2 separate regions of the Mus musculus genome follow, and region 1 is linked to region 2. Evidence: chromatin contacts called from public Micro-C data. All regions are on one chromosome and are shown on one strand. The core of a region is the stretch at or near the end of the contact, and the rest is flanking DNA. Distances in the headings are between cores, read along the strand shown. Region 1 overlaps Disp1 (dispatched RND transporter family member 1). Region 2 has its middle 4.7 kb from the start of Gm33747.

Evidence for each region. A called contact is a pair of places that touch in the nucleus more often than the background predicts.
Region 1: a contact with region 2 is called in a Micro-C map of muscle stem cells, with 3 times the contacts expected there. The contact joins two enhancer-like sites. A contact is called at or near these places in 1 of 15 datasets of contacts at CTCF or cohesin (the NIH/3T3 cell line), 3 of 484 Hi-C or Micro-C datasets (the N1E-115 cell line, cerebral cortex and muscle stem cells) and 1 of 9 other capture datasets (adipose tissue).

What each region holds. Positions count from the first base shown.
Region 1 is chr1:183,150,982-183,158,019 of GRCm38.p6, reverse strand. All of the region lies in intron 3 of Disp1 (dispatched RND transporter family member 1), which reads left to right. Among named protein-coding and RNA genes, the nearest start is that of Disp1, 67 kb to the left of the region's middle. Within about 2 kb of position 2,224, at least 65 of the 459 cell types and tissues checked have an H3K27ac peak or open chromatin away from gene starts, as enhancers often do. A contact at or near this core is called in muscle stem cells, where this site is marked.
Region 2 is chr1:183,066,837-183,073,845 of GRCm38.p6, reverse strand. No RefSeq gene overlaps it. Among named protein-coding and RNA genes, the nearest start is that of Gm33747, 4.7 kb to the right of the region's middle. Within about 2 kb of position 1,270, at least 39 of the 459 cell types and tissues checked have an H3K27ac peak or open chromatin away from gene starts, as enhancers often do. A contact at or near this core is called in muscle stem cells, where this site is marked.

The DNA.
Region 1 (7,038 bases), core at 975-3,474, 83 kb before region 2:
GGTGGTGAAGGAGTCTCTGCTAACAACACACATGTATTGGTCCGCCTTACGTTGCATAGTTGAGCTGCATTTGTCCGGACTCCAGGAGAAACCCACCAAAAGAACTTCTGGTGCTGTGCTGTAGTTTCTTGACGCTTCCTCAGACTCTGGCTGATTGGCAGAGTGACATCAGCTGAGACAGACACACATGCTGAGGCAAGGCACATGGAGGATGTGTGATGCTTGGAGGTTATAAATAGAACTCGATGGACAGTGATGGAGGCTGAGCTAGGCTTGCTTATAGAGCTAGCTGTGCAATGCTGTTGGTCTCGCATTTTCTCTGATCTTTGTTTCACTGAGAGAGGCACAGAAGAAAGCTTCTCCTGACATGCCTCCTGAACTGTACTTCTGGTATATCCGTAAAGTGTTTGTGAGTGGATGGAGCTGCCGCTGCTGACCTGTGAACTGAACTGCTGACTTCCAGACAACATAGACGGGAGTTGCTCCAAAGAACCTTTCTAAACAGGTTTAAGATGTAAGTTTTCAGAAGGAACTTTTAAAAACTAAAAACTTTTAGGCAGACTTGTGTAAATGCTCAGGTGAACTTTTCAACTTCCAGAATCCAGAAATAAACATATATATGACTATATGCTTTTAAAACATACCAAAGAGATGTTAATTTTACCCTTTTGAAAAACCATTCCTATGACCTGTAAAATCTGTACGTTATTGTTAGTGGAACATTTGCTTTCTCTAGCATATCTGCTTCAGAAAGAGGACGACACAGACCCTGGGATGGGCCTACTTCCTGTTTCAGTGCGCTGTGACTTTCTTTCACTCACTCACTCTCTTGGAAAGGGCATAGGCAGGCTGACTAGATGGCACAGTGGGTAGAGGTGCTTGTCACTAAGTCACGATCCCAGTTCAATCCCCAAGCTCCACATAGTGAAAGTCTCCTGCAGGTTGATTCCTGCAGGTTGTTCTCTCACTCCTGCAGTGTGCATGTCCTGGTGTGTTTATACACACATACATACATCATGCACCATACATATACATACACACATACATACATATATGCACACACATACATGTGCATGCATACAAAATTTTTCTTTAATTAAAAAAAGGAAAAGGCACTCATTTGTCACTGTGGGACCAGTCAGCTCAGATCTAGAAATGTGATGAGCAGCCCTATAAAACTCAATTTTTTAACAGTCTCAAGAGACACAAAGTCATTAAGAACATAGTAACAAAGACTGAGTTCATTCATTCACCCCTGAGAAAGCTCCAGTTATCTTGGGTGCTGCTTCTAAGTTGGTTTTCCCAGTTGTCTACAGTGACTATAGATGTCTTTAGCTTGGCCAATGAGAGGAAGTAGAACTTTAAGAGTGGATTCTAGTGGCAGGTTCATAGTTCATTCTGAACTAAGGGGAATCCTAAAAAGGGATCTAGGCCCTTTCCTTTCTTTTACTCCCTAGCCATAGGGTGAGTGATTTTGTGTTTAACCACAGGCCCAAAAGCAGTGGGACCAGTTGACCTATCGAACCTTGAAACCCTTGCCAAATAAGTCCATTCTCTCTGTATTCTTGGTCTCTGCTTGGTTTCTCAGGTATTTGTTAAAAGGACAGGAAGCTAATGCCATTGATTAAATCATCCCATGTATTGTTAAAATGATGAACAGCTAACACAGAAAGACAATTACTTCCAATACTTAACAATTCTCTAATTTTTTTAAAAGATTTGTTGTCTGTGAATGTGTGTGTCTGCATTTGTATATGTACCATGTACTAGTTAGTGTGTGTGTGTGTGTGTGTGTGTATTTGCATGTTTTTGTATCTGCATGTGTTGTCTGCATTTTTGTACATATCCAGTGTGTGTGTGCATGTGTGCGTGTGTGTGTGCATAGTGCATGTGTCTATACATGTACATCCAGAGTATGTGTAGGTCTGAGGGGCTTTCAGTAACTTTTTCTCTCCTTCTTCCTGGAGTTTCAGAGGTCCAAGCTGGGCCTTCTGGCTTGTTAAGCCATCTTGATGACCTCCAAAGTTAAAATTCTTCAGTGAAAGTAAGAAGTGTGTTTTAATTCTACGTAAGAAGTTTGAGGCTTGCACTTCTCCATAGGAAAGGTCTGAGCCTGATTCTTGGTGCTGGTCTGACTCCCAGCAAAGCCAGCAGGGTGTGGATGTGAATTCCAAGGCATCACACTTGGCAGAGGAAGGAGGGAGGATTACATTGCCTAAGGTCCCACAGGGGTGGGAGGGGGGTGCATCATGTTCCTCGCTGAGGCATCCTGAGGGAATGAGACTGTAGACCACTAAGTGGAGCTCGTAGGGAGCCTTGGACACTGAGGTAACTAACCAGCAGAGCAACTGAGATAACTAACTAGCAGCTCGACAAAGCTCACGCCTTAACTTAGGAACAAAGCAGAGCTTGCTAGCTTCATTTCTGTGGCTCCTCAGAGCTATTTTTATATCCTTTATTTCCCTGTTGTGTAAGGTACTGGCAATGACAGGCCTTTGCAAAGTACGAGTACTAATACTAATATTGTAGTATGAATCTTTCTTCTGGATGAATTGCTGTTTTGTTTTAAGGCAAAAGTCATCTTGGCAGTACCCTGTTGACAACTTAACTTGGAACTTCAATGCAGTGCCCTACCTAGGAAATGCAGTACTTTTCTCGAGATGAGTAACTGTGTAAGGACTGAAGAGAATGCTCTGCAGATAAGGTGCTTGCTAGCAAGCCTGATACCCGAGTTTGATCTCCAGGACCCCATAGTTGAAGGAGAACTGACTCCCACACATTGTTTTCTACACCCCATCCACCCGCCCACACAGCTTAAAAATGGTGTAAGCTTGGTTTTTGTTGTTATGCTTTGTACTCAAAGTGTCTGGGTGCCTCTCTTCTTTGTCATTTCTTCACCAATTCAGTGCCTAAACCAATGCTTTGCTCTGCATGTCAGGCCATTTTCATGGTAAGATTAAGGTGTGAGTTTTGTAACTGAGGAGTTTACACGCATGAAAGAGTTTCCTCCCACACTGGCATTAGAACTGCCAACTAGGTTATGTGAGTAGGACCTGAATGTGTTAACAAGGAGCCCTGTTTTCTCTCCTGAAGTGGTTGAGATGCCTTCTGCAGGCTCTGCCTGGCCCCAGACTTTGGTAAGTTACCCCAGCGGGGTTGGGACAGCACCTTGTCACAGTCACACTTCCCAACGCTGGAGCTGGAGCTGTCACTGCTGGCTCCTCAGGAGAAACATAATTCTGCCACTGTGAGTGACTGTAGGCAGCTAGGCCCTGCTGAGGGTTTCAGTATGGAGTCACTTCCAGTGACTGAGGCCACAGCTGCTTCCCTGCGGTGGATGGCACATCGAGATGGTTTTTGTTTCCATATTGTGATTTTGTTTTTCTTTTTGAGATGGGGGTGGGGTATTGCTTTCTTACACAAAGTAGTTTTGAATTCCTGAACTTCACTGATCCTGCTGCCTTAGTCCTCTGAGTAACTAGGGAGACGGGGAGACAGGCCAGCAGTGTGAGCCAGCAGACTCACACCATTTCAGGGTTTTAAGTGGCTCTGCTGAGTGGACTCTGCCATGCCCTTAAGGATTCAGGGCCCTTTGAACTGTCCAGGGTCCAAGCCTGGTTGCCAGTGCAGTCCATTTACATCAATGTTTGCTTTCAGCCAAGCCCGAATTTTAAGTCTGACAACACTGCCCTTCCAGGATATCTTGTGTTTTTTCATAATCTTTAATTCTGACATAAATAAAACCCTTACTCCCTTGCTCATTTATTTATCTTTTTTATTTCTTATCTAACCTTATTTCTTATCTTTTTATAGCCATCTCACAGAATTTTATCTTATAAACAAATGTCTGAAGCAAGATTGAGGGTGATTTTCACAATTTTGAACTGTTTGAACGTTTGAATTGTTAATGTATGTGTTTTCAACATCTGAAGCAGCTTCCCCCTCATTCGTGAAATACCTACTGCCAGTGTCTTCAGCTTTAGAGTTTGGGTGGTTTCAGGTTCTTTCTTTGCCAAAAACATTATAACATACAAATGTACAAGAATAAACACTATAAAAGTATAAATAGAAAGAAAGATGAAAGAGGATTTGAGTTTTATATACGCTTCTGTACAATTTCGTTTTATATCAAAGAAGATGATGTGTGTGTATTAGTCATGTATTCAGATGACACGGAGTTTCCTATAATACCTAACCTTTAGAAGATGAGCTTGCACACTTCTTTTCTTCATGCTGTGAAGAAGGCAAGTGTAACTCTCCTCATGGACACACAGCATCCGCATTACGGAAGAGTTCAGTTTGTTGGCAGAATCTGCACTCGGCGCACACTGCTTTCATTTATATTCAGTGGAGAGCTTTGTAACAAGATACAACTGAAACCCTTAAGAGAATGTTCTAATTAGATTAAAGTCAAGATATATTGTTCTTCATTTTAGCAGGAGATTTCCTGCCAAGAACTTCTATTGTAAAAGTATAATATCACATTTTGAAATCCTATATTGCAAACCAGAAATATTTTGGAAGCTGCCCAGAGCTGTTAATATTAAGCTTTGTTTTTAAATCCTTGTGTATCTCAAGATTATATTCTTAGGTCATCTGTCTGCAGACTTGTTACTTTGTAATGCCTGAAATGCTTTGGATATATGTATATGTATATATAAATAAAATAAAATCAGAGGTTTCTCTCCTCTGAAATTTAACACTTTTTTCATGTCAAGAAAGCTCTCCTTGCAGACAAATGTGGAACTGTAATAAACTGACCTTGTATTAACTTTCACATTTTCAAAGGCAGGGCCTGTTTGACTTTTCCCTTTGTTGTTTTGAGAGAAGCTGGCATTGAGCTTTATGTGTGGTGGAGGGTGAGTTTGAACTCCTGAGCCTACTGCCCTCTCCTCCCGATACTCGAGGATTTAATAGTAGTTTCTTTTGGTTAGGTTAAGGGAGATTAGAACTGCTGTGTAGTCTGCAGAGAATGCCGACCACTCCATCCCTGAGACCCACCGATGCGCGGGCCTTTTCTTCTAAAGTATACATTCCACTTTCTGGTCTCTTTAAGATGTTCGATAGCTAATCAGTCAATAATAAGTGCATTCCATTCTGGATAACCAAATGCTTCTTGTAATATTGATAAGATATATATGATTTTCTAATTCTTCATCTAGTCAAACAAAGGCTATATGAGCTAAACCCCAAGATTTCCTCCATTCGTTAATTTTTATGATGCTTTATTACAGAGATGAGATCTACTACAATAAGATTAGCCAGAGATTAAGTAGAAAGTCTACAGGCCTTTAATGGCTCACTGTGGAGGAAAGAAAGATTATTATTTTTGTTGTTGTTGTTGTTGTTTAAAAATACCTCTGTTAGTGCCTAGGAAAATCCTATGACAAAAAACAAGTGAGAGTTGAAAACCTGTCTTTGAATGAGCTTGCATATTATTTTTGAAATGACTGCTACTGGTTCCGAGAGAAGGTGAGTAGCCAGACTTCCTTGGTACTCAGACTCGACATGAATTGAATCTTGACTGTTGTTTCTTTCGTACAGCTGTGGTAGGAATGGTCCCTAGGGCCCATATAAGTCAGCAGGAAAATAGATTTTGTATACTGAATTTCATTTGCAAACTGTATTTCAACGCTACACTCTGCATAGTAAGAATGCAATACATGTCATAGTAACAAATTGTGAACTGTGACTCGTTCAGTCAACATTTGTAAAGTGAAATATTAACTTAGTACATATATAAAGTACATGTGCTTTATATATGTCCCTCAGAGGCCTAAAGAGAATCGAGCCTTTGCCTTTAAATGTAGATCAAGAAAGCAGGAGATATAAATGGCCCTGATTTTCTTTTTAAAAAAAAGTTTAAAATTGGCAAAGTGGTGTAAGAGCTATCAGGGTCACGTGACTTAGAGCAGGCCAACAGGATCTCTGCTTCAGGCAATCAGAGCAGGCTTCATGGAAGATCTGTGGTTGTCGATATGCTTTACAAAGAAAGGGATTGTGGGAAGTTGGAAATGTAATTGAAGGGCATTGGTGGTAGAAGGCATAGTGTAAGGACACAGGATGTGTGCAGACTTGCTCATTGTAAAGCAAGTTCCACTGTGACCTGACCAGGTATCCCTTCTGTTGGAGATTAAAGCCAGGGCCTCCAGCACACCAGGGTAACTAACACCGAGCCACACCGTCAGCACCAGGAGGAAAGAAAGTCTGTTTTGCGGGGGCATCTGGCAGGGAGGGAGAGAGAAAGAACCCTAATAAGGGAGGATCTTGCATTCCAGCTAAAATGACTAAACTGTACGTCGGCACAGTGATCCTTAGCATTTTCTGGACGAGGGCGGTTTGATTGGCTCTGCCTCTTCTGCTGGGGAATATATAGAAATGTGAATATATAGAAATGCTCTGTTGCTTAGGTTGGAAAAAGTACAAACTGCATTAATCACTCCGGTTAGGCCCTGGTGATTATCTAAGGGAAACTTAAGCCGGATGACTGAGGGGGTGGAATTGAAGGGATGGGTGGAAGTGGCTAGGGAGGGAGTGAAAAAGCTGTAGTTACCTAAAGGTCAAAGATGACTCCACTGTACCTCTGGATGCAGCATAGATCTAGCGGGCCACAGATAATTATTGAAGTTGAATTTGTGGGTTTAAGTGACTGAGCGTGGATCAGAAAACTGTGGTCTGGTAAGGCAATTCAGCACTTGAGAGCACTGGCTGCTTTTCCAGAGGACTCAAGTTCAAATCCCAGCATTTCCATGGTGGCTTATAACTGTAACCCCAGTTTCAGGAGATAGGATGCTCTTTTCTGGCCTCTGAATACTTGGATCCTAAGTTTCTTCAAGACTACCACAGCTGCCTCACATGTTCTCTAGACCATGTCCACTGTCACTGCAGTACCCGATCCCTCTTTTCTAACATAACTGTGTTATTTGGGCACCCCAAAAGCACATGCCACATGGGCTATTTCAATTTCATTTCATTTTGTACCCTTTTAGGGTACAAAACCCTTAACATTTTCATTAAAAAGGATAGGAAGACTCAGCG
Region 2 (7,009 bases), core at 21-2,520:
AAGATGTCACCTCAATGATGCTGGTCTCTTCTTAATCACCGCTAATTTCTTAGCTCCAGCTAACCAGCATCAATAGTCCCAGTAATGCAAAGTTTTTGCTTTGGTAGTTCTGGTATCTTTTTAATCACAGCTGATTCTTCAGCCCCAGCTAACCAGAACTACAGAATCTTCACAATCAAAACAGCAATGGCCCTGAAAAGAGTCTTTAATTTTCCCTCTGAAATTTCACAAACTAGACCTCCATCTTCTGCAGTGTTCTCAATATTATCTTCCAAGCTCCTACACAACATCCGACAGAGCTCTTAACAACGGATGGATCTTCAAGCCCAAAGTTCCAAAGTCCTTCCACAGTCCTCCCGAAAACATGGTCAGGTTGTCACAGGAATACCCCACTCTGCTGGTACCAATTTGTCTTAGTCAGGGTTTCTATTCCTGCACAAACATCATGACCAAGAAGCAAGTTGGGGAGGAAAGGGTTTATTCGGCTTACACTTCCATACTGCTGTTCATCACCAAGGAAGTCAGGACTGGAACTCAAGCAGGTCAGAAAGCAGGAGCTGATGCAGAGGCCATGGGAGGGATGTTCTTTACTGGCTTGCCTCCCCTGGCTTGCTCAGCCTGCTCTCTTATAGAACCTAAGACTACCAGGCCCAGAGATGGTCCCACCCACAAGGGGCCTTTTCCCCCTTGATCACTAATTGAGAAAATGCCTTACAGTTGGGATCTCATGGAGGCATTTCCTCAACTGAAGCTCCTTTCTCTGTGATAACTCCAGCTGTGTCAAGTTGACACAAAACTAGCCAGTACACTTGCCTTAGCCAGATCTGCTCAATGTCAGCTGCTCAGGGTCCCACCCACTCCAGAGCCAGGGAGTCATGGCTCCGTGGACAACCAAGGGGTCTCCTTGGACAGGTCTGTTCCTTCGCCTATGCCCCTGCCACGCACCCCTAGGACTCCCTTTTCTCAGAAGCAGAAGGCTTGTGGTGTCAACCTGTGCCCTTGAGGGAAAGTCCACCCTGCAGCAAGGCTGGAGGCTGGCAGGAAGCACACGGCCACGACAGAGGGACTGGACAGTGGCTCTTCGCCATCTTCTGGGACAAGGCTGCACCAAGATAAACAGGAGGCTGTTCACCCTGGGGATTCCCAGAGAACGTGTTCCTTTTTAACTGGAAGGAAGGGATATCCTGACATTGATCCATGACATGGTCCCTGCTGGGAGTCCTTCCAGACCCACAAGAGGAAGGGCCAGGATGTGAGCTGTCCTGTTAACTGGACTGGACCAGCTGGAGGGAAGAACAGAAACAGCTGGATTTAGCTTTGAGGGAGAACAAAGGGAGATGGATCCCCGGACGCTGACTGGGGAAACAGATCCAGACCCAGGCAGCAGCTGCGTGGGCAGAGGCCTGTCCTGTCTTCTCTCTGCATCCGTGCTGGATAGAACCACACTGGGTACCTCCCTGGCTGGATGATAAGATGTGTGCCAGCCCCAGACATCATACACTATCTGTGCAGGAAACCCCTTGGGCTGCACCTACCTGTCTTGCTCACAGGGTGGGTTTGAGAATAGGAAGTGACGTTTTCTCAGTCGCCTCTCTTCCTCAGAGACACTGGAAGTCAGGCCCTCCCTCAACAACATGGTGACCACTCCACGGCCTGCTCACTGTTTGGCCCATGTCACCAGCCTATTTGTGAGGACAGACGACTAGGAATAGAAAGTTGCCAAGTCTGGCAGCCATCAGCCCCTGCACCCCTCCCTCAGATTCAAGTTTTCTGAAAGAATCATTTTCATCTCCACGCCCTCCCTCCCCTGGGAACACCGAGTGCGCCCGCTGGCTTCTGGTGCCACGTGCTTCTGCCTGCATTGCGGCCTCCTCAGCGTTCTCAGAGCTATCTGCTAACCCCCACCATGGCACACTTGGATGACCCAGTCCATCTCTTCGGGACACTTGATCGGGAACTATTTCACAGCCAAGTCACAGCTGTTTTCTGCTGTAGGAAGGAGCGTAGGCTGTAGGCCTCACCTCATGAACAACTCTCTGACTATGGGGAGCAGAGTGCTGAGGGACGGTCGGTGAGAGAAGACATGCCTGTCTGAGAGAGGGAGTGGCCTGAAGTGCCTTCTGTCAGGACTAAAGTTGGGGCATCTTGTGCCCATCCAGTCTTTCTGCACTATACATGTCTAATGGGCTCTGTAAGCTCTCTTGGGAAAGCCAGCAGCCCTGAAAAGGGGCCCTTTCAAACCACAAGGGCTTGATCTTGGGAGGCCATTTGGTAGGTGTGGTATGCACATATAGCACAGGCTTTCGGTGCACAGTCAGCAGCTGGATGCTCAACCATAAAGCACTCATTGGCTACCAAGATGTTGCGAAGCCTGAGCATCTGCTGGAGTGCTCACCAGGGAGGAAAATTAAATATCTAAATTGATTGGCTTATGTTGACCATGAGATAGTTAAACTATACAAAAAGTGGCTGGGTTACTTTAGAAACTGGTTCAGCCTCCTCCTCTTGTAGATGAGGCCTTGGCCCCCTGGAAGTTCACTACAGCCGCTTGTCCTCCATCAGGCAATCCCAGCAGAGCCTTGACTTCTGCCTCTGGAGTAAGGACAGGGGATGTGAGGCTGGGATAAGGCTCTTTAATGAAGGCAGGGGCAATCTGTATCCCTTGCCAATTTCTGGGGTGTAAATACTCTCACCAAGGCTGGTCTTGGTCACTTGCATGACATGTCTGGCCCAGAGTCTGTGGGGCTGTGCAGCCATCTCTCCTTAGCCTATGGTAATGAGATTGACCACATGTCTTGGGGAGAATTCATCCACTCGGCAGGTTTCCCAAATTGTCTTGTGGTCCAAGGGCCCCGTGGCAAGTCTCTAAGCAAGAAGACTGAGAATGATCATACTTGGCTTTGCTGTCCAGGGATGACTCTAGTGACTATGCTGTCAGATGGCCTCTGCTCAGCCCTATCATAGAAGGAGATAGCAAGCTCCTTGTGGCCTTGAAACTTGGCCACAGCCTCTCATTCCCTGGAGGGAAGCAAGTGTAGTCAAGGAGTTTTTGAAAGGTCATAGGTTGTGTGGCATGTTTATAAGAGTATATTGTTCTGCCCAAGGGACAGCGTGGTACCCAAGGACAAAACAGAAGAGCAACTCGGGGACGGTACACAGGACCTACAGATGCTGCAGGATAGAGCCGTGGGATAAGGCTTCCTTCAGTTTGGAACGTTCTCCAGAAAGCCATGTGTTAAAGGCTTGGTTTGGGTTTGGCACTATTGGGAGATGTGTACCTTTAAGAGGCAGAGCTGTTGAGGGAGACTTTAGGTCATGGGTGGATCTCTTCCTCTTTTGTTCCCCAGGTTTGAGATGAATGGTTTTGCTCCCCCACACAGTTAGTGCTTCACACCCCACCACAGACCCAACCCAGCCAGTCAATCACTGACCGGAAACCTAAACTGGGACATAACATCCTTCTCTTTTTACAAGTTGGGCATTTGTTACAGTAACAAAAAGCTAACCACCACATCCCGCCTTCCATTTGCGTCTCACATGGAGCTTTGCCCTCCGTTTCCCAGTAGATAAAGCCTGGGGGTTGAACACTGCTGCCAAGCCAAGCCCCACAGGATTTACCAGATCTGAGAGCATGCCACTCATCACTAGCTTATCCTTTCTTCCTCTAGGGAGCTTCAGTCGGCTGGAAAGACTCCCTTGGTATGGAGAAGAACATAATAATTAAGCATTTTGAGGGGAGAATGCTTGCAGAAGTTCAAATTAGATGCTATATCAGGAGATTATGGGCACCACTGCCAAGAAAACCCAGCAAGAAGCGCTGCCAGTGGCAGAAGCTGTGTTCAGCTGAATTATCAATGGACCCATGCTGAACCAGCAGGGTGGGTAAGCGGTGCTTCCCAGTACCTCCACACAGTCTCCATCGGGTCCCCAGCTCTGTCTCTGGGCCAACGAGATCAGAAGGCAGCTGGAAGTTCTGCCACGACCCTTGTGGAATCCCTGACCTTCTCAGAAAGTGGCTATGGGGGACAGGCCATCAGACCCTCAGGAATCCTCAGCACTCCTCCCTCGGGCTATCACCCACTGTAAAGGATTTTTCTCTCATTCTCCCTAAATTCCTAGCTATGGAATGCCTTCTGCAGAGACTTCTAGGCTGAGAAATGGAGTACTTAGGCTTGCTATAAGCCCTGTAGACTCTAGGTTGGCTTTGGGGACCTGCAAAGAGCTTCCACAAGTTTTTGGAGTCTGTTACAGAACAACAGTAGCAACTGTAGGATGGCGCCATAGCCTGACGGGCAGGAGGCCAGCATGAGCGCCAAGCCCACGCCTTCTATGTCTCTTGAGTGGTCCAGTGGCTCCAGGTCACTTCCCTATATCCACAACTCTGGAGCAAAGTTGGGTCAAAGCCTTATCCCCAGGGAGAGGCCCCCAGGCCTGGAAGTAGGCAAGAGACTGCTTGTCTCTCAGCTTTTCGTCAAAGCAAGTTGTGCTGTTTGGAAAGGTTGTGAGGACATGGGGACCTGGGGCTTAGGAAGCAGAAGTAGGTTTCTCTGGAACTCATAGGTGATATCAGTTCTGGGTTCTAGTCAAAGCTTCTTGCTTCCTGGTTTGTCAAGATGTGAACAAGGCACACCACAATGTCCCTACCACACTGTCCCCACCATGATGGCCCTGTGTCCTCCTGAATCTGAGAGCCAAAGTAAATGTCTCAAAATCAATCAAGTAATCAATAAAATAAATAATGGCTAATGCTGGCTCAACATCCTCTTATTTATAGAACCTCTTCCGGTTCTCTAAATTTACAATGGAATTCCCATTTTCAGATGAAGAAACTGAGGCTGAGAGGTTAAATGACTACTAAGACTGGCACAGTGCACCAGGGCTGGTTGTGAAACTGGCTTTGTTTATCGAATGTGTCTTCCATCCATGCCCATATAAAAGCTGCTCGTCTATCCCTCTCACCATCCCCCCAGCATCCTGTTCCTAAATTAGTCTGATTTCCTATCATCACAATATGGGACCAACTAGAATCATCAAATTACACAAGGTCTCTATGATATTCAAAACCAAACGGTCACTCTCAATCTTACCGTGGTACCTGCTTTTGGCTGGATTCTGGAGAGAACACTGAGTTATGGGTGGGCAGAGAAGAGAAAGTTGGCAAGGCTGAGGAGGCGGCAGGGCACCAGGGAAGGGAGGGACATGGATCTGGCCTGGTCTTATCCAAAGGACCCTTCTTCTAAATCTTCCCCCGGGCCCATCCGACAGGGAGGAACTCCATCACTGGTGGGAACTCCATCACTCAGAGCAGCTGTTCCCCTAGAAGAGAGGAAGGGGCGGGGCAACCTTTGCTGCTCTCTCGTGGAGACTCCATGACAGGCTCAGGAAATTTGTCCATCTAGAGGCAAAGAACTCAGGAGTTCTGTTAACCCTCCTCCCTCCTCTCCAGAGAATCGCTTCTGAGGCTAGCGATGTGCTCAGGAACAGGAGGCCTGAGTCTGTGAGGCCATGTCCTGTTGTCCTGTTGGGCTGGAGGCAGGCGCTGCTCAGTGGAGATTTCTGTCACTGACAAAGAACCTGGGGCAGAGCAGGCCTGGGTCCATGGAAGTGCTTCGGGGGAAGCCCTGCCCAACCGTGTCCTGTCCTTACAGACCCCCAACAAAGTTCCTGAATGCCCACCTCCGCCTTGTGTGCCTGGATGGACTGTGGGTTCCTTGCTCTGCGGTTTCGAGTACTGAGTGTTTTTGTTTTGCAACAAATCGTGGGAGTTCCCAGCCTTCTGAGCTGCATGCCTCTGTGTACGTTTGTGAGATGTCTGTAGCCACTCGGCCTCATTCCCAGATTCCAAGCAGGGTGGCAGCTAGCCTGCATGAGAGCTATTCCTGTATGACCGGGGTTGGCACTGGACTGGCAGAGGCTCCCAGTGGTTCCCAGGCCCTACTTGGCATGGGCTACCCCCATTCCCACCCCTGATGTGAAATTCACAGAAGTGCTCTGCCTGCCTTAGTGGTCCTTCATACACTTCTAACACTGGGATTGTGTGTGTGTGTGTGTGTGTGTGTGTGTGTGTGTGTGTTTTGAGCATGAGCACAAGCTAGCACCAAGGCTCATGAGTAGGGCACAAAAGAATGGTTAGGGTCCTGGAGAGAGACAGTAAGAAAGGTACCTGAGCAATCTGTAGGTAGCAAAACCTCAGTCGACGTTTCTCAATGGTCCCTGCTTCAGTTCCTATCCCCAGGTTCCTGCCCCGAGTTCCCTTTCTGATGAACTATAAGCTGTAAACTGAAATAAACATTCCTCAAGTTGGCTTTGGTCAAAGACTTTGTCACAGCAACAGAAAAGTAACTAGGACATGTGGTTTTTTTTTGCAAAGATTATTATTATTTTTCTTTCTTTCTGAGAATGCTCTCACAGATCCTGACAGTCAGGAAATAATGCATCAGACGTCTCTATAAATAAGCACGTTGCGTTCAGATGCATTGTGAGGAAGCTGTGAAGATCTGCCAGGTTCTAGCCAAGGACCCTCAGCCCAGTTTATTCTTGTGCTGTTGGTGGCAATGGCAGCGACAATAGGCCACTTTGTTTTCAGTAAACAATTTGTATCTTCAAAGTCCTTCTAGATATGCTCTATAGAGACACTGACAGATGAGGAAATGCTTGTCAAAGATGAAAGGGGCTGGGTCAGGGCCAGTGTGCTTGGCACCAGCTGAAAGGCAAATGCGCTCTCCTGACTGGCTTTTGGTTTGTTTGGAAGTCCGTTCTAACCCAGAGGCAGCTGAGCTTTAGGGGGGTATTAAATCCAGGTTGAGACATTAACTTCAGGATGTGGAAGGGTCCCACGATGCACAGTTAAAGATATCAGAGTTTTCCTCCAGCCACGTGACCTGGAAGTGCTTTTGGTCCAGGCTGGAAGCTGTCTTCCTTGGGGTCAAGAGGCACCAGGGCGATGGTGGTCCTCTTTAGTTTGGGTGAGAACTCGAACAATGGGTTGGCCCCAAGGACCTGGGCATGA